2 separate regions of the Mus musculus genome follow, and region 2 is linked to region 1. The links are chromatin contacts, called in public HiChIP or PLAC-seq maps. All regions are on one chromosome and are shown on one strand. Each heading gives the region's core, a stretch centred on a gene start, on an enhancer-like site or on the middle of the called end of the contact. The rest is flanking DNA. Distances are from core to core; before and after follow the strand shown. Region 1 holds the start of Adamts17 (a disintegrin-like and metallopeptidase (reprolysin type) with thrombospondin type 1 motif, 17). Region 2 overlaps Adamts17 (a disintegrin-like and metallopeptidase (reprolysin type) with thrombospondin type 1 motif, 17).

The links. HiChIP or PLAC-seq counts read pairs in DNA pulled down with a chosen protein or histone mark.
Region 2: a contact with region 1 is called in an H3K27ac HiChIP or PLAC-seq map of VIP interneurons, with 9 times the contacts expected there. The contact joins the enhancer-like site here to the promoter of Adamts17 in region 1. A contact is called at or near these places in 18 of 39 promoter capture datasets (the 3T3-L1 cell line, 3T3-L1-derived adipocytes, cranial neural crest and 10 more), 2 of 484 Hi-C or Micro-C datasets (cortical neurons and nephron progenitors), 6 of 115 datasets of contacts at active chromatin or transcription factors (VIP interneurons, craniofacial prominence, embryonic forebrain and 3 more) and 2 of 9 other capture datasets (adipose tissue and liver).

The regions. Positions count from the first base shown.
Region 1 is chr7:66,835,820-66,841,876 of GRCm38.p6, reverse strand. Adamts17 (a disintegrin-like and metallopeptidase (reprolysin type) with thrombospondin type 1 motif, 17) reads right to left here and starts at 2,142. Exons shown (of 23, transcript NM_001033877.4): 1 at 1,966-2,142; 2 at 1,259-1,629. The coding sequence starts at 2,041. Gm33627 (a long non-coding RNA gene) reads left to right here and starts at 2,086. Exons shown (of 4, transcript XR_391554.2): 1 at 2,086-2,170; 2 at 3,081-3,165.
Region 2 is chr7:67,134,578-67,140,634 of GRCm38.p6, reverse strand. The region is part of intron 21 of Adamts17 (a disintegrin-like and metallopeptidase (reprolysin type) with thrombospondin type 1 motif, 17); the gene reads right to left. Among named protein-coding and RNA genes, the nearest start is that of 1700112J16Rik, 85 kb to the left of the region's middle. Within about 2 kb of position 2,159, at least 2 of the 459 cell types and tissues checked have an H3K27ac peak or open chromatin away from gene starts, as enhancers often do. A contact at or near this core is called in VIP interneurons, where this site is marked.

The sequences.
Region 1 (6,057 bases), core at 893-3,392:
CCCAGAACATGATACAGCGCTGACCCGAGTCCTACAGTGATCTGAGCCTTTCTCACTCCACTTAAGCCTCCTCGCCCACAGCCCACACCCTTTGTCCCCCCGTTCAACGATAACACCTACCAGACCCCACCACAATCTGCTTTGCCTTCTTTTGCCAAGACTACCAATGTCTCCCAGTTAAACAAAAGTAACCCATACCCTGAAATGAGACCTTTAAAGATTCCTGAAAATTAGGCTGCTCCTCAGAAATTACATCCACAGGTCCCCCAACCCTGACCCAGTACTAAGAAAGCAGAAGTATCGAGCAAAATCTCGGAGTCTTGGGCTTTCACGCTGTGCTCCTGGCTGTGTAGGTGGTGATAGAAAGCAAGTGAAGGGGTGGCTTCTCTGGCCCACTACCCCAGAGGTCTGCTGTGACAAATGTAGGGAAACAGCACAGACATTGTAAACTGAGTGATGCCAGGCTTTGGGGGGTGGGGAGGGCAAACCATCTGCCAGCCACGTGCTCTTCTTGGGGGCACCCTGGAGAAGCAGAGAAGAACTTGGCTGGGCACCAACGTAGCCAAGTGCTCAAGTGTGAGCACAAAGACAGCAAAACCACCCCAAACTTCTGTGCCTCTCCGTGCACTTGTCACAGGTGTCTCAACAAGGCGAGGCAAGGTCTTCGAGAAGAAAAAGAGTAAGAGCAGGGCTTTCCCCTGGGACAGGTGAGCACCGCACAGTTCTCACCGAGGGAGCATCCAGATAAATAAATACCTACTGCAGAGTAAGGCACTAGAGATACTGACAACAGTTCCTCTCTTGGTCTTACCTTTTCAGCTAGCAAAAATGAGACTAACCATGGCCTGCCTGGGGTCCCCTCCTAATGTAAGAAGGCTCAAGGGACAGAAGAGAAGTGCTTAGATACCCCATTCCTAGACAGGGAATGAACACTTTAGAGCTTCCCCATAACGTGCAGAAAACATACACACCTGTGCTGATGCTGTCAGAGTGGGAACGACAGGTTCATATTCTTTCCTCTAGGTGAGCTATAGCTAATTTCTCAATGCAACCCCACCTCGGCCAGGTTCAGGACACAACAGAAGCCAGGACAATAACAGGCCTTCCCCTGTGTTCTCTCTCCTAGGAAGGCACAGTCTGAAAGGGCCAAGTGAAGGAGATGGGAAGGTAGGTCTTCTCCCGCCCAGCCCTCCGCGGGACCACCCCAGGAGAAGTAACAGACTGGGCAAGGCAGACCCATAGGGGGCGCGGGCAATACCAGGCCGCCGGCGGCGCCGCAGGCGCTGAGGGAGACGAGGGAGCCCGGGTGGCCCAGGACTCGTCCGGAGTAGAAGCACAGCTCGGCAGGATGTCCGCTGCGCCCCGAGACACCCGCCTCCTCCACCTCGAAGCCTGGGGACAGGAAACGCAGGTCGCGATGCAGCTGCAGGTATAGGTCGCGCCCAAAGGCCGGCAGGTGCAGTAGCAGGGCGCGCTCTCCTTGCCCTGCTCGATGGCCACCTGGAGATGCTCGCGGTCGCCGCCACCGCCGGAGCCCCGCTGCTCCCGGCAGCAACTGCAGGTGCACGTCCTCGGGGCGCAGCCGCCTCGGGAGCACCACCTCCACGTCGGCCGCCGCGTCGCCGACAGCTGCGGGGAGAGAGGACACGCGTCAGCACCAGCCTGGCCACCAGGGCTGCCGGCCGCTCCGGCGCTGACTCGCAAGGCTCCGTGGGTATCGCGCAGCCGTGACCCCGCACTCCCTTCCCTCCCCGAGCCGGGCCTCTCCAAGCTGGCGAAGCCACTCGATCGCACCGGGGGTCAGCTCGCCATCCGCGTGCCGAGAGGGAACCAGAGACCAGTTCTCCGGCCGCGGCCTTCACTCTCCTCCTCAGGGGATGCTGTCAGCGGTCCACCTATGCACCCGGGCGCCGGGATGCTTCGGGAAGGCACCGGGAAGGTGGCCGCGAGAGCTAGGAACGCTACCTGTGCCCGGGTCCAGCCCCCACACCAGCAGCAGCAAGGACAGGACGAGAGGGGGCAGCAGGGTGCCGTCACACATGGTACTTGGGACCAGCAGCCCCCAAGACTGTAGTGATAGAGCAGGGACTCGCGAGGCGGCGAAGCCAACCGGAGTGCAGCCCTGCAGCCTTTGGAAAAAGTAATTAGCGCTGCGGACAAACCCAACATGGTAAATACTAAGCCCCACCTTCTCCTTGGAAAGTAGGCGGTGATTGGGCTTTTGCTTTTCTCTGCCCCGCCTTCCCTGTCCGTATTGGTTAGGGCCGGTCGAAACCAACGTGCGTAGTTAGGTTGTAAGCACTTTCTTACACGTGGTTTCTAGGCAGTAGGTAGGCTGTGACACCAGGTGGCAGGCGCGAGCCGGCTCAGCTGCAGCATCTTGGAGCAGCCAGGAGGACACCAGCCTGGTCTTCAGTTTGTTCACATTTGGGAGATCACCTTTGAGGCTTCCTAGGAAGATAGGCCAGACCAACCAGTTCAGTACAAGAAAAAGAAAATCTCTATGTATTGAAGTGACTCCTATTTTTGATTAGTTTGGGCTGGAAAGACGCAGCCCAGTGTTCCTAGCACACCTGAATTCATGCCTGACTTCTATATCTATGGTGTTTGTCCACACCCCGCAGGCTTCTTGCAGTCTATACTTTCACAGAATCCAAGAAGGTGAGAGCATAATAACACTCCCCTGAAGACTGGGAAACTGAGAAAAAGGAAATGTAAGGAGCCTGCTTAAATTGGACAGCTAGTATCTGTCAGAGCCGTGTCTTGTGTCTGTGATCCTGACTTTAGGTCAGGTGTGTTTAGGGAGGTATATTAGCTGCGCTTTGCATCGCAGGACCCTGGAGAGCTGAGAGGCAGAGCCTGAACTTGAACCCAGCCTTTCACGAACAGAATGAGTGTTCAATTTTCCAGCAGAATCTAGCCAGATATTATCCCTAGCAGACCCCTATGGGTAATCCCATTGGCCTCTTTAAAATTGTCCTACAGATAGCAGGACTGACTGAGCACAGGGATACCACAGCAGTCACAGATGGCTCCTCATCTCTCCCTTTTTGTCTGTTTGCTTGCTTGTTTTCAAAAAGGCCCCTACTCACCCCTCATCACAGGATCCAGACTTCATCACAGGGCTGAATTACCAGAAAGCATCCAGAGACGAGGTAAACACTGGTGAGTTTCCCTAAGTTTGGTGCCCCTGTCCTGGTAAGCTGTCTGCAGCTCTCCACAAAGGCGTATCACAGAATGTGCTGCCGAGCCAGTCTCTGATCTAGTGGCTGTCACTCACCGGTTGGCACCCTCGGGTGACTGGCAGCATGGGTCAGGCTCTGTTGGTGGCTATGAATGAGTAGGGCTTTGCCTCACTTGACCATGAGAATTTGACTGTGACCTCAACCATGTCATGGGAAACAGGAAGAAAAGGAGAAGCCTTAGCCCTGTGTGAGTGTGTGTGTGTGTGTGTGTGTGTGTGTGTGGTCAGACAGCAGCTAGCTATTCTGACAGCCCAGGAATGTTTTTCTTCTGAGAGTTGTTCAGTTTTTTCTCTGTAAATCAAGGAGCTAAGCTATACTGCCTCCCCTTGGAGGGTGAACTTCTAATCATTTGGACTACTCTTGAAAATAATAACAAGGGTCTGCGAGATACCTGACATACCATTAGCACTTTGTTAGATTTACTGAATATATGAATAAAAGAAGAAAAGTGATTGATTAAATCAGATGTTTCAGAGACTCCTCCTGTAACAGGGCCCCAGATATTAGCACAACTGACTCCAGGATGGAGATACTGTTTAGGCTGTAAAACTCAGCATCACCCTCCAAAACCAAACCAGAGGCCCATAACAACCATAGTTATAGGAAAGTCTCTAAATGGACTACTAACCTTGCTCTTTGGTTTCTGTAGCTCTGCCTCTGGCTAACTGTTCTCATTAACCGTATATCAACCCAGGACATGGATTTTATGCTCAAAAGCTCACCCTGAAGAAGGCTCAGGACTACATTGAGGTCCTGAACATGCTGTGTAGTTGCCGGCTTGCTGATAGACTTTCTATTGGCTTAAACCCACGTGTGAGCAGTCTTCTCTGCTGACTACCCCAACAACACTCCAGCTGTCAAATGTGCTAAGCAAGCATCGAACCCATGCCCCTCTCCCTTCATTGTTTGTCATTCTTTCTTGTCTGGAGCTGTTTCAGTTTGGCAAGTTCATGGAGGTTGGATTAAAAACAACAACAATGATTAGGGGCCAGATGTTAAATAGTCCTCTGTAAGCGAGAAAGCAGTGGGACATGGAAGGCCTCCGTTGTTTAGATAACCCCACCTTGCTAATGTGTATGTCTGTACGCAGCACCCCAGGCATTGCTGATGCATAGGAACACTAATAAACGTTTGCCAGATGATCAGCAGCCCAATGCTGTCTCTCCTCTTGTATGTATGCCGCTCAAAGTGTTCTTCCACAATGAAGGATGCTTTGAAAGACACAACTCACAGAGAAACCATGACCAACTCTCTGTAACTAGACTGTGTCTAACAAATACACTTAGTTGCTAATATCAGAGCTCTGCTGGGCTCAAATAAGCAGAGAGAGGCTGTTTATTACATGCTGTTTGTCTTATGTTCTAAAACCAACCACTGCAAAGGAACCATAGTCAGTGAGGGAATGAAGAGACTGGAATCTGACCATTCATAGTGGGAAAGTAACACTGGGCAGTCTCTTTTGAAGTATTGAGAAATGTCCCAAAAAATTAAATATAAAGTTACCATATGGTTCAATGTATAAGACAGAGATTGCCAGAAGCTGGGGAGCAAGAGGTGTTACTTAATAAGCATAGAGCGTCCATGTAGGATGCTGATAAGGTTTTGAGATGATAATGGCGCTGGCTGTGCAACACTGCTAATGCATTTGATGCTATGAGTCATACACTTGAGATGCTAAAATGGTGACTTCTTGGTTAAGAAAAAATTTCATCACAATAAAATACAATACGCAAGGAAATACACCCAGTTCTTTTAAAATGAGCAAAACTCAGACTTCTTACCAAAGAAGACAACTAGGAAATAAGATTTATAAAGATGGTCAAAGTTTTTAAATGAGCAAAAACGGTTGTTTGTCTTTGGTCATATGCAAAGGAACCACAACGAAATGACTATTGCATGCCTACTAGAAAGGGTTAAAACCAGACAGCACAGCAACGGAGGACTGGAGGGCGTCAGTGGAACCAGAACTTACAGGCACCAATGGTAAGACTGTGAAACAGTACAGCCCAGCCGCTTTAGAAAGCGTTTTGACTATTGTCACTACTTGGTTATTCATTCGTTTTTGAGGCCAGGTCTCATGCATATCAGTCTGGTCTCAACACTGAGCCTGCTGCGTGGCTGAAGATGACCTTTAACTTCTGACGCTCCCACCTTTACTTCCTGCGTGCTGGCTTTACAGGCAAACTCATGCTTTTCGATGTGTGCTGGACCAAACCCAGGAGTTCTAGCATGCTAGGCGAATACTCTACCAACTGAACTATAGCCACAGCCCTTAACAGTTTCTTTAAAAATTAAGCACACACCTACACTGCTATTTCCTGCTCTTATACAAACCTGTATACCCACACTAAGAATTGTGAAGGATTGATGGCATACAATGTTAGTGTAAGAATCCCAAACTGGAAACATCCCAGGTGTCGATCAACATGTGAACAGATGTACAGAGTGTAGAAAGACCATAGCCAATGGGCCGCTCTAGTTGCTTACAAAGAGGGATGAACTGTTAATGCCTGCCACAATATAACTTAATCTCAAAATGATTATTAACTGGAGAAAGCCACACTAAAAAAGGCACATTGTGTATGGGTTTATTTATATAAAATTGTAGAGAATACAAATGAATTTGGTAGTGGTGATACACAGAGGAAGGATGCTGGAGGACAGGAGGAAACTTTAGGGGTGTTAAGAACGTCCATTGTAAATTGTGGTGATAGTTTGAGGGGTGCTTACATGTGCCATAACCAGTCGTGAACTTGAAACATGTGCAGTTTTATATCCCTATAAAACGGTTTTGAAACCAGCGTTGAACTTG
Region 2 (6,057 bases), core at 910-3,409, 300 kb before region 1:
AATGCAAGCAGAGGCTCTAAAGTGGCACAGGGCAGAAGAGCTTTCTGTAAGTAACACTGTTGGCTCGTTTCTAAGGCCATGGCCCTCAGCCCTTCTCACCCTGTCAAGAGCACAAGAAAGTGTCTAACAGCTCCAGGCCCTGGAAGCATCCTGACCACAATGTTTGTGTCCCCCTGGGATCACTGCTGGCTAGTGGGGTTTGTTGTTGTTGTTGTTTGTTTTTTGGATTTTTAAAAACCTTTTATTGATTCTTTGTGAATTTCCCATCATGCACCCCAATCCCACTCATCTCTCTGTCCCTCTGCCCTTGCAACCTTCCCCCAAGAGAAAACAAAGAATAAAAGTTAAAAAGTAAAAAAATAAGAAAAACCATCTCGTGGTGGAAGCTGCTGTGTGTCCCACTGTTTGTCCAAGCATCTTTACTTGAAAATGTTCATGGCACTGAGAGTCATTGGACCGGCTTGAGGCCTCTGGATTCTGCTACACTGTCAATACTGGATCCCCATCAGGACTCCTCTTGGTTATCCTCTTGTTGCCCTGTGTGATGGGGATCCTGCAGCTTTGGTTCTGCAGGACTGGTCCCAGCAGTTCATAGATGGGGCAGATGTTGGGTTGGGCCAACTCAAAGCTTTGAATCTGGCCTTGGGTGGTAGCTGAGTTGATCAGCCCACTTGCCTGACTGAGGCAGCAAGGAAGGTATAGGACCAGCTCTCTTACCCTCACATCATAGAGGCCAGCTCTCTAGCACTGACTTGGTAAGGGGCAGGACAAGCTCCCTGTTGTCATGCCCTAAGAGTTGGCTCTTCTACATTAGGGTGCTGCAGCCAGGGAGGGGCCAGCTCATCTGTTCTCACATCTTTGGAGCTGGCTTACTCCACTAGGGCCAGCTCTACTGTGCTGTCCAGGTGAGAGGTGGGGTCTCTCTCATACTGCCTAATTCTTATGTCAACTTGGTATAAACTAGCGTTATCAGAAAGGAGGGAACCTCAAAGGAGAAAACGCCTTCATAAGATCTGACTGTAAGGCATTTTCTTAATTAGTATTTGACAGGGGAAGACTCATACCATAATGGGTGGTCATGTTCCTGGGATGGTGGTACTGGGTTCTATAAGAAAGCAGGTTGAGCAAGCCATGGGAAGCAAGCCAGTAAGCAGTATCTCTCCATGGTTTCTGCATCAGCTCTTGCCTCCAGGTTCTTGTCCTATTTGAGTTCCTGTCCTGACTTCCTTTGATGATCAACTGTGATATTGAACTGTAAACCAAAGAAACCCTTTGTTTCCCAACTTGCTTCATGGTGTTTCATCACAGCAAAGGAAACTTGAACTAAGACACTGCTCATAAATATTTTCTGTATATTTTATTTTTTGTACTGCCCATCTCACAGGAGGAGGCCAGAGTACTTGTAGACAGATAGAGAAGGCTCCCTTGGGGCTTTTTAGAGGCCCTGTACATCAAGAAAGCTCATTCGGAGGGGACTCTGCTACTTGTCATTTTGTCTGCTATTTGTTATATTGTCATTTGTCTGCCAATTGTCATTTTGATCCTTTTGGTAGGAGAGACACCAGATTTAACATGTGTTAACATGTCTCAAACTCAGAACAAATGGCTAACTGAAGTGCCTATTTAACAAATCAAAGAAGAATCTGGCCATCTGCCTCCCTAGGTGCCTGCCTGTTACAGAGTCATCATGGCTGGCAACCCCCACACCCTACCTTGAACTCTTTAGCCCACACCTCAGATTCTCTGACTCCTATATAACCCAGCCACTTTGGCTACACATGTCTCTTGGTTTCCTGGCTTGCTCCTGGCCTCCTGGCTCCTCTCTTAGCCCCATCTTCCCCCCAACCCCCATCTTCTGCTCTGACCCTCCTGTTTTAACTGTCCCAGTTCCCCAGGATTGAAATCATAGGATCTGTATCTATGGGGTGCAATTTGTTATTGGAACTGTTTTCTAGAAAGTGCTACTCTATCCCTGGAGGTACACTGTGGCAGGCCATAGCAATGGCAGTACCAAGGGCATGGATGGGAATATGAAGCATGATCCTTGTACATGACTCGAATAAACGGTTGTCTGCTTGTTGGAATCTAGATCATAGAGAGTCTGCCAAGCCTCTCCCAGACTCAGAGCTTTTAGGGGCCCAGCTGCTCCTGACACTGCAGTAGACATATATAGCATTAGGTCCAAAGTGGCTTCCTAATAGCAGGGATGCTGACACTGTCCTAAATGACAGTCTGGGCTCAGCTCAGGCTCCACTCTGATGGGTAAACAGAAGGATTACCACTTAAACACAGTAGTCCTCAGAAACCCTGTAAAGTGGGTTTCTGTTTGTCAGGAAAAGTTATTTCCCTTATTCCTACTCCCTCCCACCTCCCAGCCAACTAGTTCTGGCAGTAGGGCATCTAGTTCCCTATTCAAGGTCTCAGGACATTCTGGTTTATACAATTTCTCCCACGTTCGTCCTTAAAACCAGGAAGGCTTCCCACATAGTTTGCTGTTCTATCTGCCCCTAAGACATAGCCTGGTGGGATACACCCAGGAACACTGGAGCTCTGACACACTCAAGATCACAGTTGAGGCCACAACATCTTTCCCGACACCCAGCATAAATGGGACCTCCATAGGAACCAGGGAAACACAGATACCTGCCCAGCCAGAGGCGCAGTTTCCTTCCAGTGTACACCCATGCCTGGAGCAAACCCTGGGATCTGCTCCCTACTCACCCCTGCAACACCCAGAGAAAGCTTGACTACCAGGAGCTCTGACACAACAGGATCTCAGGAGCTTGGTCACACCAGGATTTCAGGATCCCAGGGGCATCTTGACTCCCAGGGGGGCTCTGACACACCCAGGATCTCAGGATCACAGAATCACAGAATCCCAGAGACAGCTGGACTCTGAGTTCTGACACAATCAGGATCACAGAAGGGACAGACTCCAGTCAGAGACAGCAAGGGCAGGTAGCACTTGAGATAACCAGATGGCGAGAGGTAAGTGCAAGAATATAAGCAACAGAAACCAAGGCTACTTGGCATCATCAGAACCTAGTTCTTCCACTACAGCAAGTTCTAGATACCCCATCACACCGGAAAAGAAAGATTTGGATTTAAAACCACAACTCATGATGATGATAGAAGACTTTAACAAGGACATAAATAACTCCCTTAAAGAAATACAGGAGAACACAGGTAAAAAGGTAGAAGCCCTTAAAGAGGAAACACAAAAATCCCTTAAAGAATTACAGGACAACACAGCCAGACAGGTGAAGGAATTGAACAAAACCATCCAGGATCTAAAAGTGGAGAAAGAAAAATTAAAGAAATCACAAAGGGAGACATCCCTGGACATAGGAAACCTAGGAAAGAGATCAGGAGTCACAGATGTAAGCATCACCGACAGAATACAAGAGATAGAAGAGAGAATCTCAGGTGCAGAAGAGACCATAGAAAACATTGATACAACAGTCAAAGAAAATGCAAAATGCAAAAATCTACTAACCCAAAACATCCAGGAAATCCTAGGCACAATGAGAAGACAAAACCTAAGGAAAATAGCCATAGAAGAGAGCAAAGATTCCCATCTTAAAGGGCCAGTCAATATCTCCAACAAAATTATAGAAGAAAACTTCCCTAACCTAAAGAAAGAGATGCCCATGAACATACAAGAAGCCTATAGAACTCCAAATAGACTGGACCAGAAAAGAAATTCATACTTGTCAAAAGAAAAATCTACCAAAATGAACTCTTAATTCTGAACATCTATGCTCCAAATAATATCCAAGATACAATTCACAGACCACATGAAGCTCAAGAAGAAGGAAGACCAAAGTGTGGTCCTTCTTAGAAGGGGGAACAAAATACTCACTGGAGCAAATATGGAGACAAAGTGACTGAAGGAAAGGCCATCCAGAGACTGCCCCACCTGAGGATTCATTCCATATAGAGTCAGTCACCAAACTCAGATACTATTGTGGATGCCAAGAAGTGCTTGCTGACAGGAGCCTGATATAGCTGTCTCCTGAGAGCCTCTGCCAGAGCCTGACAAATACAGAGACTGATGCTTGCAGTCAACCATTGGACTGAGCTCAGGGTCCCCAATGGAGAAATTAGAGAAAGCACTGAAGGAGCTGAAGGGGTTTATAACCTCATAGGAAGAAAAATCAACCAGACCCTCTAGAGCTCCCAGGGACTAAACCACCAACCACGGAGCACACATGGAGGGACCCATGGCTCCAGCTGCATATGTAGCAGAGGATGGCCTTGTTGGGCATTGATGGGAGGAGAGGCCCTTGGTCCTGTGAAGGCTTGATGCCCCAGTGTAGGGGAATTAATTACAAGGCAGGGAAGTGGAAGTGGATGGGTGGGTGGGTGGGCACCTTCATAGAAGCAGAGAGAATGGGATAAGGGGTTTCGGGGGGGGGGCCTGGAAAGGGAATAACATTTGAAATGTGTGTGTGTGTGTGTATATATATATATATATATATATATATATATATATATATATATATATATATTGAATGACTGAATGACACAGGTTTTAATTCCCCAGGAAACCTTTCTTTCTACCCAGGGAGTTGGCTTGTTTGGTAGTTTCATTGTTCTCTTGTTACATCTGGTATTGAAATCTGGGAGAGATACTGCTCACCCTCTAAGATCATAGTCCCTCCTAACGGAACTGAGCTTCTGGTTTGACCCTCCAGGGTGTGGATTATTTGCCTATGCAGGCTTCAGTCACTTATCACATTCAACCCTAAGATTTAGAGTCTGCCTCTTCAGCTGCTTCTCTTCTCTACCGTTACCCACTTGCTTCTCCTTGCCTACTTGGTACATGTCCTCTCAGAGCTGCCTGCTCTGTCTCTTGCTCACTGGAGCTTGCTATGTACTCCTGGGAACCTCATCACAAGGAGAGGGGTGCCTATCCACTGTGACCCTAGGTGCCTCACTGACAAATCCCTCCGGGGATGCCCTTGGGGACTGAGACATTGTTCTATGGCACTTACCTCTTACTGTGTCACCCTCCCTATGCCTTTGGTCCTTTTCTAGTGGGATCCTACCTCTGGTGAGACTCCTATTTATGGCCTCTTTCCCAAGTCTTTTCTACCTCCTAGTTGCTATTCTCCTGTGAGCTCTTTACTGCCACCCTTTCTTCAAGGATCTTTCCCTTCCTCTAGCTAACCATGGGCTCTTCTCAGTTAAGGTTAGACTGTTGGCTCCTCTCTCCTGCTTAGTCTAATCTCTTTCCCCCCTCAGACTCAGATATCATTAAATGCCACTGTCTTATTTTTACTGCAGATACGGTTTGGCTTCCATCCAAACTTCACAGTCAGTCTCAGTGGCCAGGAAATTACACATCCGATTTCCAAATTTTTACAGGTTGCAACAACTTCTGTCCCCATATAAGCACATGATTTAGAAAGCTCTTATCCCTAAGCCTTCTTTGTTCTCAGTGCTCACCCTATCTAAGCCCTTTGTTCTCTGCTCTTGTCCCTTCCTCTGATCTCTGGATTCAATCTTACAGAGTTTCAAATGTCTTTTGGGCATGGATAATATTGGAAGAGTTATCACATGCTGTTTTAGTCTACTAAAAAGCTGGCTCTTGACATGACATTTGGTTTGCCTACATTAGACGCAAGCATCTTGCCTCCAAAGCCTTTGTCCTGGACTAGTTAGTCACCTGACTCTGGCAGGGAGAGAGAAAACAAAACAGAAAAGCCCAGGAAAAAGACATTATACTTTGAGAACAACCAGGAGGTAAATGAGTTCCAATAGAAGTTCCTGATGGCTAAATGTAATCATACATGTTTATCTCTGAATACTCTCACCCAATGATATCTTTAAAGCTTTTGCTAAAATGAAGCTTTCTTTATTGTAGGACTTGTAGAGCATTGGAGGTGTCATTTAAACAGAAGAATCTGTAAAATCCCAAACAGAAAAGTTACCTTAAAAATTGAAGCAAAAGAGGTTAATAGTTAAAAATCTATATATAGGTAATTTCTATTTGCTATAGCATACTATATATGTAACTTGAATATAACTTTTGTTTAGAAAAAAAATAGATTT